3 separate regions of the Mus musculus genome follow, and all the other regions are linked to region 2. Evidence: chromatin contacts called from public Micro-C and promoter capture Hi-C data. All regions are on one chromosome and are shown on one strand. Each heading gives the region's core, a stretch centred on a gene start, on an enhancer-like site or on the middle of the called end of the contact. The rest is flanking DNA. Distances are from core to core; before and after follow the strand shown.

Region 1 (4,133 bases), core at 537-3,036, 450 kb after region 2:
ACCCATGGCTTTATGCATGCCAGGTAAGCGCTCTAACAAATAAGTTACACAGTCCTAATTTAGTTCTTTTGTTTCTTTTGTTTTGTTTTCAAAACAGGGTTTCTTTGTATAACAAGAACTGGCTGTCTTGGGACTCAATTTGTAGACCAGTCTGGCTGCTGCCTCCCAACTGCCAGGAATAAAGGCACTGACACAGTGCCCACCTTCCCTAATTTAATTTCCTAAGGCATCACACTACTTTTGAAGTATATTTACACACAACAAAATGTACAAATCATAACTGTTCTATTCCATGAGTTCTGACAGCTACAGACACTTCCCTGACCTAAACCTTTAGCGAAATATAGCACTTTTTTTTTTTTTCCCCTGAGACAGGGTTTCTCTGTGTAGCCCTGGCTGTCCTGGAACTCACTCTGTAGACCAGGCTGGCCTCGAACTCAGAAATCCGCCTGCCTCTGCCTCCCAAGTGCTGGGATGAAAGGTGTGAGCCACCCCTGTCCGGCGATATAGCACTTTTTAATCGGTACAGGACAATTTCCCCATCGGCCAATCCACCTTCAACTGCTAGTCAAATATTTTGACCTTTTTTTTTTTTTTTTTTTTTTTTTTTTTTTGGTTTTTCGAGACAGGGTTTCTCTGTATAGCCCTGGCTGTCCTGGAACTCACTTTGTAGACCAGGCTGGCCTCGAACTCAGAGATCCACCTGCCTCTGCCTCCCGAGTGCTGGGATTAAAGGCATGCGCCACCACGCCCGGCTTATATTTTGACTTTTATCACGATTGGATTAACTAGTATCTGAAAGCTACCGTGTGAGGTGCCAGACTTTTATTCTGTTTTATCATAAAAGTTTCTCTCAGGAACAGAGATAGTTCCATTTTGCAGACTAAAACGTTCAGAGCAGGTAGGTAAGGTGCCTCGGGTCATCGGCTACCAACCAGTTAGCCAAGGAGCTGTGTTAGAAGGCCAGGTTGTTAATCCAGGCCCATAGTACACTGAAGAGTGCACAAACCTCTGCATAAGACCCATTATAGCTTCGAATTCAATAGGTGGGGAGCAGTGCCATTTACGAGTTCCAGAGTCCAGAATCCTCCTGTAGGCTGTGTGCACACGCTATCTAAGCAATGGCTCGTTCTCACTCCACTCCCTGGAGGATGGCGGGAGGGGGCTGCGAGCAGCCTCCAATCCACAGAGCTGGCTCAGCAAGGTCGCCTCCTTAGAAGCCGCTCTCTGTCGCTGCACACGTCCCGCCCCGATGCCGGCCGGTGCAGCACGCCCCACCTAGGGTCTCGGGTTCCTCATCCTGTGGGGTGAGGGCTCCGTGTTCGCCACACTCGCCTCTGAGCATCCTTCCCTACTGCCCCCTTTCCCAACGCTGACTCAGCCCCACGCCCTCTCCGCAGCACTGCCGCAGCTGCCATGGCAACCGTGAGCCACCGCCTCTTCGCGCCGGCCGCGAACTAACGGACTCCGGGCGGGCGGCGGCTAACGGCGCCCCGCCTCGCCCCTCCCCGTTCCTTGACAGCCCTGACCTGCAGGATCTAAGTGGTGAGCCCGAGGGGCCGGGCTTGACAGGGAGAGCCGGGTTGCGGAGCCCAGGCGGGCAGCCCCAGTCCGCAAGACCTCGGCCGCCGGCAACAGGCCGCTCCCCCGGAGGAGAAGCGGGAGAGCCACGCAGAATGTAGCACCAGTCGCAGGGTATCATGGGTCTTGTAGTTCGGTGGCTCATCAGGCTCGCCGCCTTGGCTGGGTGATTCGGGCCGAGAACTACAAAGCCCAGCGGTCCGGAGCGCGGCGACAGACTGATAAATTGGGAGCTACTCAGATGGTGTTAAAGTGACTCTTTGTCTGCAGGGGGCTCCGGGGTGGTCGCTGGATTGGGCGCTGTGCGTCGGGCGGGGGTAGCGCAGGTGAGCCTCATTGCTGCGCTCCAGCCCCGCAGCCTCTGCACTCGCGGCCCCGCTCCATCGCCACCGCGCGGGGCCTGGGCCTCCTAGGGTGCTGCCTCTTGGTGCAGAACCGTATGTATGGCGCAAGGTCGATGCGAGACCCGACAAAGCCTTCACTAAAAGGCCTTTGCCTTTCCCTGTGAATCTCTAGGTATTTCTGCTTATTTTTCAAGTACCTCAGAGCTTTTGGCATATAAAATCCATTCATTAGCGTGTGTTCAGAGGACAGTAATATTTAAAAGGACAAGTGTGAAAGCTGATGAAGGATATTACTGTTATTTGGTGATGTCTGAATACATATACATATATATATGTTGCATGTTAGCTATTGAGGTTGAATGTCATGGAGTAATTAATGCCCCCTTCCGGCTCCACTCTTCACTTACTACCTAAATGTTGCCCACACATATTTTGGTTCTTTGAAGACTAGTTAAACTTTCAATGGCTAGTTAATTTTTGCCTTTTTCTGGAGAGTGTCTTTAGCATTTGTTTCTTTTTTCCCCAAGCACTTCCTAGAACGCACACACGAAGCTGATGGGTCTGGAGTATTTTGGGGAGGTCATAAATAACGAACTTGGTTTTATTGACTGATGAGATTTCTTAGTGGGTTTTGATGTGCTGCGATCTCACACACTTGTCTATTTCATTAAGCTTTGTTTGGTCTTTCACTCCCTTGGAAGTTTCTGTTGCTAGCTCTCCTTCATTTCTGACTTTCTCCTCTAGCCAACTTTACTAGAAATGTATTTTATTGAACTTTCTGAACAATCTCCTTTTGACTACACTGAAGTGTTCTGTATTCTGTTTCTATTTTTTAAAAATACCTGATTGATTTATGCACATTTTTCTTTGTTTTAGAGACCAGGCTTCACTGTGTAGTTTTGGCTAGCTAGAACTCACTGTGTAAACCAGGCTGTCCTGGAGCTCACCTGTCTGTCTCAGGATGCTGATATTAAGCATGGCTCAGGATGATTTCCTCTTTTTATTATGTGTAGTGAGAATTTTGGTGTTTTTTTTAAACATGGAATTTACATAGAAATATAAAAATTGTTTTTGTTTTAATCCCAGGTTTGGGATATTGGGCTGCTTCAGATTGTCCACAGCGGTTGACTGCGATTTGCCTCATGCTGTACAAGGGATGTGATTTTTGCCAACAGCCAGATAGTTTCCGTGACTGTGTGATGTTTGGAATTCTGGGGACTTTTCAGAGGGCATATAAATGCTAAGACTCCAAGAGGTGGGGTTGGTTCTTGATCACCACTTGTTAAGTAATTGTTCCTACGTAAAGAAGAAACAACAACAAGAAATTAGATATCCTGATGGCAAAGATGGAACTTGCCCCAAGAAACTTGACACCCCTAATCAGTAGGAAGTAGTCCTGGTGAGGCCCTTCGACCCCAGCCACTGGCTTGCTTACTCTGTACCACACGTATGAGGTTTGGTAGCCTGAAGCCAGCAGACTGTACGAGCATACCTTGCTTCTCAACTATAGTTCTCTGTACCTCTAGATGGTTTTATAATTTCAGGAATGTCTTTATATTTCATAAAGAAAACTCCCAGAGATGGAAGAGCTGACCAATCACGCAGACCCAAACTCAACCATCCACTTTTCGTGCTTCTCCAGGTCTGCTGCTGAGACAGACTTGGCGATTTTCTTAAGAGCCAACTCCAAGTCCCCTCAGGTGACAGGCATCTGTCCTTGGAGTTCCTCCTTGGACAGGGCCTGGATCTCTTCTGGTCTTAATCCATTGATGTGATGTCTCATTCTGTATCTCTGGAGTCACAGGCAGAGACGTCAGCAGCCATTCCTGCACCTCTTCTCACCACTTCCATTACTACAGAGTTACCACAGACATTCTATCACAAAGTTACCACAGACATTGGGAGGACTGGGTTCTGTGTGATTTCGAGATGCCACTTAGAATTCTCTCCTTCAGTTACATCCTGACGTTTCAGAAGAGGTTCAAAACCTATGCAGGAGCTGGAGAGAGAGTTCAGTTGGAATAGTGCTGGGTATGGAAGCCTGAAGACCAGGGGTTCAATTCCCATTTCTCCCCCCACCCTCCCAAATGCTGGGTATACTGGCATATGCTTGTCATCCTAGCTCTGGGGAGGTGAAAACAGAAATCCCTTGGGGGCCTGGTGGTCAGCTAGCCTAGCCTACTTGGCAAGCATAAGGACATTGAGAGA
Region 2 (3,861 bases), core at 580-3,079:
TGCCAGGTGCCAATCTCTCAAACACGCTCCTTTCTATTAAGGGAAATTCTAAGCCCTGGCAGGCGCCGTGATAGGGCATCATAGCACAGCGACAAGCTTTTGCATCGAAGGGTCGGTCTGATTCTCGCCCTTATTTTATGTCTTCATAGGAAAAAAAAAAAGTCAAATCAAGTCTATTTCTTCTTTTCCTTCTGGGGGGGAAGTCAGAAGTACTCATCAGGTGTGGAGATACAAACTTGCTTCTTCCCACTGACAACCCCCAACCCCCACTCCCAACACTGAGGGAAGTGTTCACTTCCGCCTAATGAGAGATCCAGAGCAGGAGGGGAGTGTGGTGTGGAGGATAAAGCCCAATCTACTGTTTATTCTGGCGCTAATCACAAGTGGTTTACAGAAAAATGCCCTCATTTGCTTCCAGCAGCTCCAGCCTCTCAGCCATGTGAAAGCTGTCTTCAGAGTCAATTGCCTGTCATTTTACTGATTTATGTTGAACAACGGCAAGGACCCCTCGAGGTATTCGTAGCTGGCTTGATGATTCACAGCGTATAAAGTGACACTGGGCAGTGTGCTTTGGTTCAAATTCCATCAAGATGGAATTTAAATTCCCTCCACTGTGTGTTCGCTGGGGAAATGCTTTGATGAGCAGGACCATTGAGCCTTAAAAGAAGGAGCAAGAGCAACCTGGGCTTCTTCAAATGGTGGCAGAGGCTGAGCCACATCTTCTTTTAGCCCTGGGATGTAAAAATGATACTCGAAGTGTTTAAAACAGCCATCATAGATGAGTTTCCCCAAGGAACGCCGATGAATGACAAAGGACAAAACCCATCCTGTAAGGTCGAAGGACCTGGGGATTCCCCTACTTGTTCAGATTCCTGCTTGTCAATGAACAGTATCTGATTTCCTTGGAACCTTCTAACAGGAAATTCCCTTTAAAAATGTAACTCTTGAAGGAATGGCCTGCTCAATTATTAACCCATTATAATGATTGTCTTCACTTCGGTGTTTCAAATAGTACAGATTTGCTTCCATGCCAGTACCCACACCCCATCCCCTCCAACCCCCCACACACTCACTGTCTGTCCTGAAGCACTAGAAGCCTCCACGTCTTTAGGAGTTACTCTCCCTCTTGGGTCCCGAGAGTCCCCACATGCTAGAAGATTCTTCCATGCTTCTCCCAGGATTCCTGAGCTACAACCCTGAAAACAGACAAGATGGAAGTGGATGCTTGTTTGTTCATTCGTTTGTTTCTTTGTTCATTTTTAAGTCCCCCCTTAAATCAACAAGAAGTCACACAGATGATTTAAGGATAGCCAACTGCTTTCTCCTGCATTTCTCAGATAACAAATTCATACAATGTTTCAACTGAAGATAGACTTTGAGCTCTGACTCGGCCCACAAAGTGAGGAAACCGAGGCACAGGGACTTCCCGAGCTCAACTGAGCCCCGGGATCCTTAAGGATCCAGTCACAAGCCAGACTGAGCTGTCCAAATGAAGGCCGGTTCCAATCTCATCTTACCCACATCTCTAGCTTGGGGGTGGGGGGCGAGGGGGGGTGGGGTGGGGAGTTGGAGGGGGGTGGAGGGGAGGTGGGGACTGCTCAATCCGACCCGTTCATTACTTTTAATTCCTCTCTCAGGCTCCAGTTCCCCCGCCCCTTTTCCCTGTCCCCTGCCCTATTTAGGCGTTTCCAAACTGGCTATGGTCTTTGTGCTCCTGATTTTTTAACTCCTTGCCTTTGAGCTGGGGCAGCTAGATTGAACTAGAGTCCCGGTGCCCTTGATGTGTGCTGTCTTACCTCATCACGCCACTAGGTGGCAGTGTTTCAGAGCAGTCCTGAGCCCTGCAACGTGGCTCTGGGCTGGGCCCGGGTTCTTTCCAGCACAAACAACAGTGAGCTAGCAGGCAGAGCACATATTCGCTGTCGTGCTTGGGAAAAGATGAGCATTCAATATTATGGTAACGAGGAACAGAGGTCTGCAACCTGTCCGCGTGCTTTCAGAGCCTGCTTTATCCACAAGGCTGACATCTGCCGTCACCTTCACAAAGGAATCTCAAGTGGGGAAAGCTGTTTGGGAGGTGCCCTTGAAACGAATTACTGTCACCTTCTGCCCTCTTCGGTTTTTTTTTTTTTCAGCCCACCATTGGGCCCCGATTTCATCCACAAAAAAGCATCAAGCAAAGAAGAAGAAAGGCAATCCCTGGGGCATTATGTGTGTGCTGGACAGGATAGTAATGGTGCAATCCTTCTAATGGCTTTGGTCACTGCAGGATGCTAGCTATTAGAAGGAGCCGTTTTAAGGGAGGAGGAGGGAATGGGGGGACGGTAGGGATATCTGCTGATTACAGTGCGGTCAGGAACAGAAAGTCCATTTAAAGGAACACAGGCATAAAGCTGGACAAAGGGGCGTTGTTTGTGGGCTTAAGGTATATTTAGGGCTTACAGTGTAGCATCTGAATTATTCGTATAGCTCAAACTCTAAGTGCAATGTCTATGATGGGAGACCATTCCAAGAGCTACTTGGCTCCACCCCTTTGTTAGGAAGTCCCTCAGGGAACTATCAGGAATGTGCCCTGAAATCCTTTACCCATTTACATCAGGGTCAATGGAAGACAAGCCAGATGTTTTCCTTTCAAACAGGTGAGAGCCGGATCAAAACTGTGAGGGGCGTGTTTGATTGCCTCGGCTTCTGCTCCAGTCTCCCCATCCCAGCCTCCATGTAAGAGACAGTCCTCAAATCCCACTGGTGGGCCAATCCCTCTTGCTTTACCCTCATTCCTTACTCTGTACTTTGCAACCCCTTACTGGCCTGACACTAAAATGAAGAAACTCCAGTCTTTCCCCAAGTATGACCCATTAGGAAATGAATGAAGTTCTCTCCACTTAAGAAAGCTGGGGCTGGCCTTCCGGGGACTCAGAATGGAGATAAAATGGGGCTTCCCCTCCAGCCAGGCTCTGGCTCAACAGGTAGCAACTGTTGCTCTATGTGTGGATTTTATACCCCGGCTTAAGGAGAAGAAAGATGTCAGTTGCTTAGATACCAGTGCATCCTATCATCAAGCAAAACGTCTGTCTCCTGAACTGAGAGTGCATATAACCCTGAGGAGAGAGAATTCCCGAACACAAAGCGGGGAACACTGGATGCTCTGTGGTGGGATCGAAACCCACACATGGGTGATGCTGATGTGCAGAGAGAGGCACGTGAGGTTACAGAAGCCATCATAGGACGTCTGAATGTGAGACCTCGGAGAAAGAGAGTAGTTTTAGGCACGGGGAAGGCAGGAGTTGTCTGAAGGATGGCCTCATGACCAGGCACAGGGGACAAGAACATATGTAAGGCTATTTACAAAGAAAGCCAGCATGCTTGCCTGTGAAGAGCACGGGGAGTGGGGAGCTCCGTAAAGAAAGGGGGTGAGACAACCAGTAAAGATCTGATCTAAAGAAGAACTAACAACCCACTGAAGTGAGACAGGTCATATTCAGTGCATTTACCTAGGGTAAGGCAGGAAGAGCCCCGGCCCTGCCTCGAAGAGGAACAACCACACAGCCAGACTCCACGGAGATGAGTGAGTCACGCAGAACCTGCCGATTTTAGAAATGAGGTCAGCAGACCAGGAGGCAGCTGCTGTTGACAAGACAGGTCATTCAGTTCCAAGAATAAGGACCATGCTATACCCCAGGGCACCACGAGGGTAGCACCTGGTCAGGAGGGAGGAGGAAGAAGGGTACAGGGCGTCACTGGGCATTGTGGGAGGGAGTGGTCATGGAAGAGTAAGCAGGCTCAGCTTAGGTGAAAATTATGCTTCTTAAGTCTGGGCTCTAGGGACTACCCTGAGCTGGGTACCTGGACTAGCAGTGATGG
Region 3 (3,981 bases), core at 318-2,817, 380 kb after region 2:
CACTTACCCCATCCAGGCAGTACCTCCTGAACTCCAAAAGCACCATGACAAATCCATGAGCTTGTCGGGGGTGGGGGTGGGGTGGGATAGGGGGGGGAGGGGGCGGCATTCTTGTTCAAACCACCACACCGTGAGTCAGCTGGCACATCCGTGAGTCTTTCGAGCCAGTAGAGCAGGGCCCTTGGCAATGCCAGGAGAACAGAAAGGGGCCTCTCAGACTGCACTAGCTACTTCAGTCTGGGCCAGGCCAGGCCAGGCTGGGCCCTGGAGATCTCTGAAGTAAAACCCCAAGAAGGCAGGCTTGCTCTGTCTGTCTGTCTGTCTGTCTGCCTGTCTGTCTCTGGTTGTTACTCCTGCTATCGAGGCTCCTGCAGTAACAGCTAGCAGGCTGTGGAATGAATTCACCACTGAGAACTTCTTGGCCTGGGCTGGAGAAAGGGTCGCCTCAAAGGAAGAGACAGGTATGGGGACCTCCCTCAGCAGTCCCACCTGGGGAGGGCATCTGTCCTACTCAGTTGTGTGGTTTTTTTTCCCTCTCTGCCCATCTCTTGTAATTGTCAACAAGGAGAAAGCTAAACATTGCAGGGCTCCCTTTGCAGGGACGTTGGACAGTTCTAAGACGCACACAGTAAAGATATCTTGGTGGGGGGAAAGGCCCTCTGGAGGCTAATCTGCATATATTTTCATTCATATGCATGCATATAATGTCTCCTATGAAGCTTCTTCCAGACGCTGAAAATAAAAATTCAACTGTTAATATTTTACAAATTAAAGGCAGGAGGAGCCACAAAAGACCTTTTCATTTGCAGTTTAAATTTAAAACTAACCATAGAGCCTTTTTCTTTTCCCTTCCTTCTTCCCTCTCTTCCTCTCTCTGGGTTTAATCCTAAGAGCTTTAATACATGGAAGCCAAACACTCTTACTATTGTATTAGAACCTTAATACTGGGTGGGGGATAGATTGTAGGGTGGCGTTGGGGGGTGGGGGAGACGAGGACGACGACGACACAGGTTCTCATAGTGTATCCCAGGCTGGCCAGGAACTTGCTATGTAAACTAGGTTGGCTTCAAGATCACAAATTTCTATGTGCCTCTGCTTCCAGGAGTGCTGGGATTAAAAGTATATGCCTCCAAGTTCTATTATTGTACACTTTTTATAAACGTAAAAAGAACCTATTCGAGGCCTTTTCAGGGAGAAAGAAGAGAAAGGCGTGGTAAAAATCGCCTGTTGCACGGTAGTTTTATCTTTTTGCCCCAAAAGAACTAGTACAGTTTGGCAAGGTTGGGCTTTGCCTTTTGCCAAGATGCTTTTTTCTAAAGAGAAAACGAACTCTCACTTTGGAAAACAGCAAGTCCTGTTTGTTTTCTGTTCCTTTAGAAGTCAGCCCCGGAGCGGCTGGCTGGCAGCGGCGAGCACAGCTCTCTGGCGTTGTGTAACCGCCAGGCAATCACGTTGCACCCACCGCTTCCACAGGCTTGTAACTGCAATAATAAGCAGGAGCTTATTCAAAGAGGAGAAACCATCCCAGCCGGCTCCAAGTCACGTGTCCAGGTCACGTGGCCTGCCAGACAGCGAAGGCGGCTGGCAATCATTAACTAATGCTTTCTCCCAGGGAGAAAAATGCTGGCTTTAAGGAGGCCCGGACGTCAGAATTGCAATAGAAGGTATCCGGGGTGGGCGGGTGACTTTATTCTCGCTAAGTGCTTTCTAGAGGAGATGGCGGAGCCGGCAAACAGAGCCCCTCGCCCCCTGCTTTCTCTAGAACTTGCAGCCTTGCGCGGCACCTCCTGCTTTTGCAGCCCTGGGTAGCTAGGGCCACAGCATCAGCAGCCTAGGAGCCAGTGCGCCGCCCCAGCGCTGCTGGGACCTCAGAGAAGTTCTTGGTTAAAACTTAAGCGGAGAGCCAGGTTTCTGTGCCTTAAGAAATTGGTGCCAAGGGTTCCCGGAGACGATGAGAGGGAGGAGGCACGTCAGCCTGTGGGAGCTCTGGCGGAGTTTTCATGACACCTAAGTCTTGTGATTGATGAGACCGACCAGGCAGGCAGGCCTGGCAGGCGGTTTCCTTGCTCAGCCTTTGAATTTAGACATTTCTTTCTCCTTCTCTAGGCTGGGTACTGTTCCTGGGTGCTTCTAAAATCTGTGACGTAGAATTGAGTTTGATGTTAGCGTAGAAGTGAAAATAGCGAGTGGGATGGAAAGTGACCAAGCTTTGTTGGAGGGAGTGGGTACAGCACAGAGAAAGGGACTTAGGGAATAAACAAAGGAAGAAGCCCGCGCTTTTAAAACCTCAAATTTCCACTTTTCACATTGTGCAAACAGACCTTTCCCCAGTCACTGCGTAATGAAGATTCAGTCTTATGCAGATGAATCTCTGTGAGTCTGAGGCCAGCCCTGTTCATACAGCAAATTCCAGGACAGCCAGGGCTACATAGTGAGAGCCAACTCAAAAATAAATAAAAAGATGACCGGAGGTATCCGGTTACCTCTATAGCCCACCAGTTTTAAATCTACTTAGTTTACTCAATGGTTCTCCGATCCCATGAGAATACTTTTGCAACAATGCTCTAATCCCTTTTCCTTTGGGTTTGTACTCAGTAAGGAGACTTAATTATAAAAATTGATTATTCTTGAGTTCTATTTGTTGTTCCATACATGCAGTAAAATGCCATGTTTCTTAAATTCCCCAAAAGTCCGAGATGCATCTTACAAGAATGGGCTTTAATTCAATCTGTTGTCTTAGACTGATTTTAATAAAGTCATCTTAGTATGCTTTCAATTGCTTGGATAAAACACCATGACCAAAACCTACTTGTGAAGAGAGTTTGTTTCAGTTTACAGCTCTGGTCACATTATCACTGAGGGAAGTCATGTCAGGAACCTGAAGACAGGAAGCAGAGGCCATGGAGGGATGTTTCTGACGGCTTGCTCCCATGGCTTGCTCAGCCTGCTTTCTTATATCGCCTGGACCTACCTGCCTAGGAGTGACGCTGCCCACAGTGGGCTGTACCCTTCCACTTCAGTTACTAATCAAGGAAATCCCCTAAAAGGCCTGCTGATAGGCCAGTCTGATGGGGGCATTTTCTCAACTGAGCTTCCCTTATTCCAGATGACCTGAGCTGTGTCAACCTTGATGTAACAACTGGCCAGTGCACCCAAACCACTGTAGGATTCTAAGATAGTATTGAAATATTGTGGCTTTAATTGCTGATACTGGGTGGGCAAAACTGAGGTCATGATTTTATTTTATTTTATTCTAGATAAGAGTCTCATGTGATCCAGGCTGATCTCTCTGTAACTCCCAATGCTCTTCCCTCTATTTCCCAAACTCTGGGTTCATGGGCACGCATCCTTGCATCCTTGTACCTGGCCAATGTCTCATCTTAGCTGCCATTTCCCTATTATTGAGGGAATGAAAGAGGATGAAAGGAAGATTCTAGTGAAAAGAGAATATGCCATGGAAATGTGATCCAATATTTTGTATTCCTTCAGTGAGTTGAAGCATAAAAAAAAAACAAAAACAAAAACAACAACAAAAAAATCTAGAAAGCCAAAGCCTGGCGTGAAGGAAATAGAGGCCAGAGAGGACCAGGAGTCTTCCAGGCCTGGTGGAGAACAGCTTTAATCAAGCACTCACAAGGCAGGGGCATGTAGACCTCTGTGATCTCAAGACTGCTCTGGTCTGTGTAGCTAATTCCAGCTCAGCCAGGGCCACACAGTGAGACCCTGTCTTCAAAACAAAGCAAAACAAAAACCATGACAAAGGAAAACAAAAATCCCCACAAACATCAACAAAAAGAGGATCGGGAATTTAGTCCCAGCTTCAAGTCAGTTTTAGGCTAGCCTGGGCTACCTGAAACCGGGCGTCGACAAAACAAAACAACCCATCTGTTAATGCCTAATAGCAAGCTATCTGTGACAAAGGTAGACGCAGAAGTTTGTCATTCTGAGGAGCGCTGTGTATCCATCCAGGTATGACTGAAC

Evidence for each region. Promoter capture Hi-C pulls out the DNA fragments that hold promoters and counts their contacts. A called contact is a pair of places that touch in the nucleus more often than the background predicts.
Region 1: a Micro-C map of muscle stem cells shows a contact between it and region 2, with 8 times the contacts expected there. The contact joins the promoter of Katnal1 here to the enhancer-like site in region 2. A contact is called at or near these places in 9 of 39 promoter capture datasets (the 3T3-L1 cell line, 3T3-L1-derived adipocytes, the HPC-7 cell line and 6 more), 3 of 484 Hi-C or Micro-C datasets (bone marrow-derived macrophages, muscle stem cells and nephron progenitors), 7 of 115 datasets of contacts at active chromatin or transcription factors (the SCID.adh cell line, astrocytes, bone marrow-derived macrophages and 4 more) and 1 of 9 other capture datasets (macrophages).
Region 3: a contact with region 2 is called in a promoter capture Hi-C map of liver, with 6 times the contacts expected there. The contact joins the promoter of 5930430L01Rik here to the enhancer-like site in region 2. A contact is called at or near these places in 14 of 39 promoter capture datasets (the 3T3-L1 cell line, 3T3-L1-derived adipocytes, the HPC-7 cell line and 10 more), 1 of 15 datasets of contacts at CTCF or cohesin (the NIH/3T3 cell line), 3 of 484 Hi-C or Micro-C datasets (bone marrow-derived macrophages and uterus), 10 of 115 datasets of contacts at active chromatin or transcription factors (the NIH/3T3 cell line, craniofacial prominence, double positive thymocytes and 7 more) and 1 of 9 other capture datasets (liver).

The regions. Positions count from the first base shown.
Region 1 is chr5:148,926,300-148,930,432 of GRCm38.p6, reverse strand. It overlaps Katnal1 (katanin p60 subunit A-like 1), which reads left to right and starts at 1,786. Exons shown (of 11, transcript NM_153572.2): 1 at 1,786-1,907. It overlaps Gm36446 (a long non-coding RNA gene), which reads right to left and starts at 1,621. Exons shown (of 2, transcript XR_377236.1): 1 at 1,530-1,621; 2 at 811-1,300.
Region 2 is chr5:149,374,004-149,377,864 of GRCm38.p6, reverse strand. It overlaps a transcript of Medag not described here. Among named protein-coding and RNA genes, the nearest start is that of Gm38753, 8.4 kb to the right of the region's middle. Within about 2 kb of position 1,829, at least 94 of the 459 cell types and tissues checked have an H3K27ac peak or open chromatin away from gene starts, as enhancers often do. A contact at or near this core is called in the HPC-7 cell line, the SCID.adh cell line, double positive thymocytes and 2 more, where this site is marked.
Region 3 is chr5:148,992,801-148,996,781 of GRCm38.p6, reverse strand. It overlaps 5930430L01Rik (RIKEN cDNA 5930430L01 gene), which reads left to right and starts at 1,567. Exons shown (of 2, transcript NR_102384.1): 1 at 1,567-1,664; 2 at 3,258-3,981. It overlaps Gm15411 (a long non-coding RNA gene), which reads left to right. Exons shown (of 5, transcript XR_868721.2): 4 at 1-461.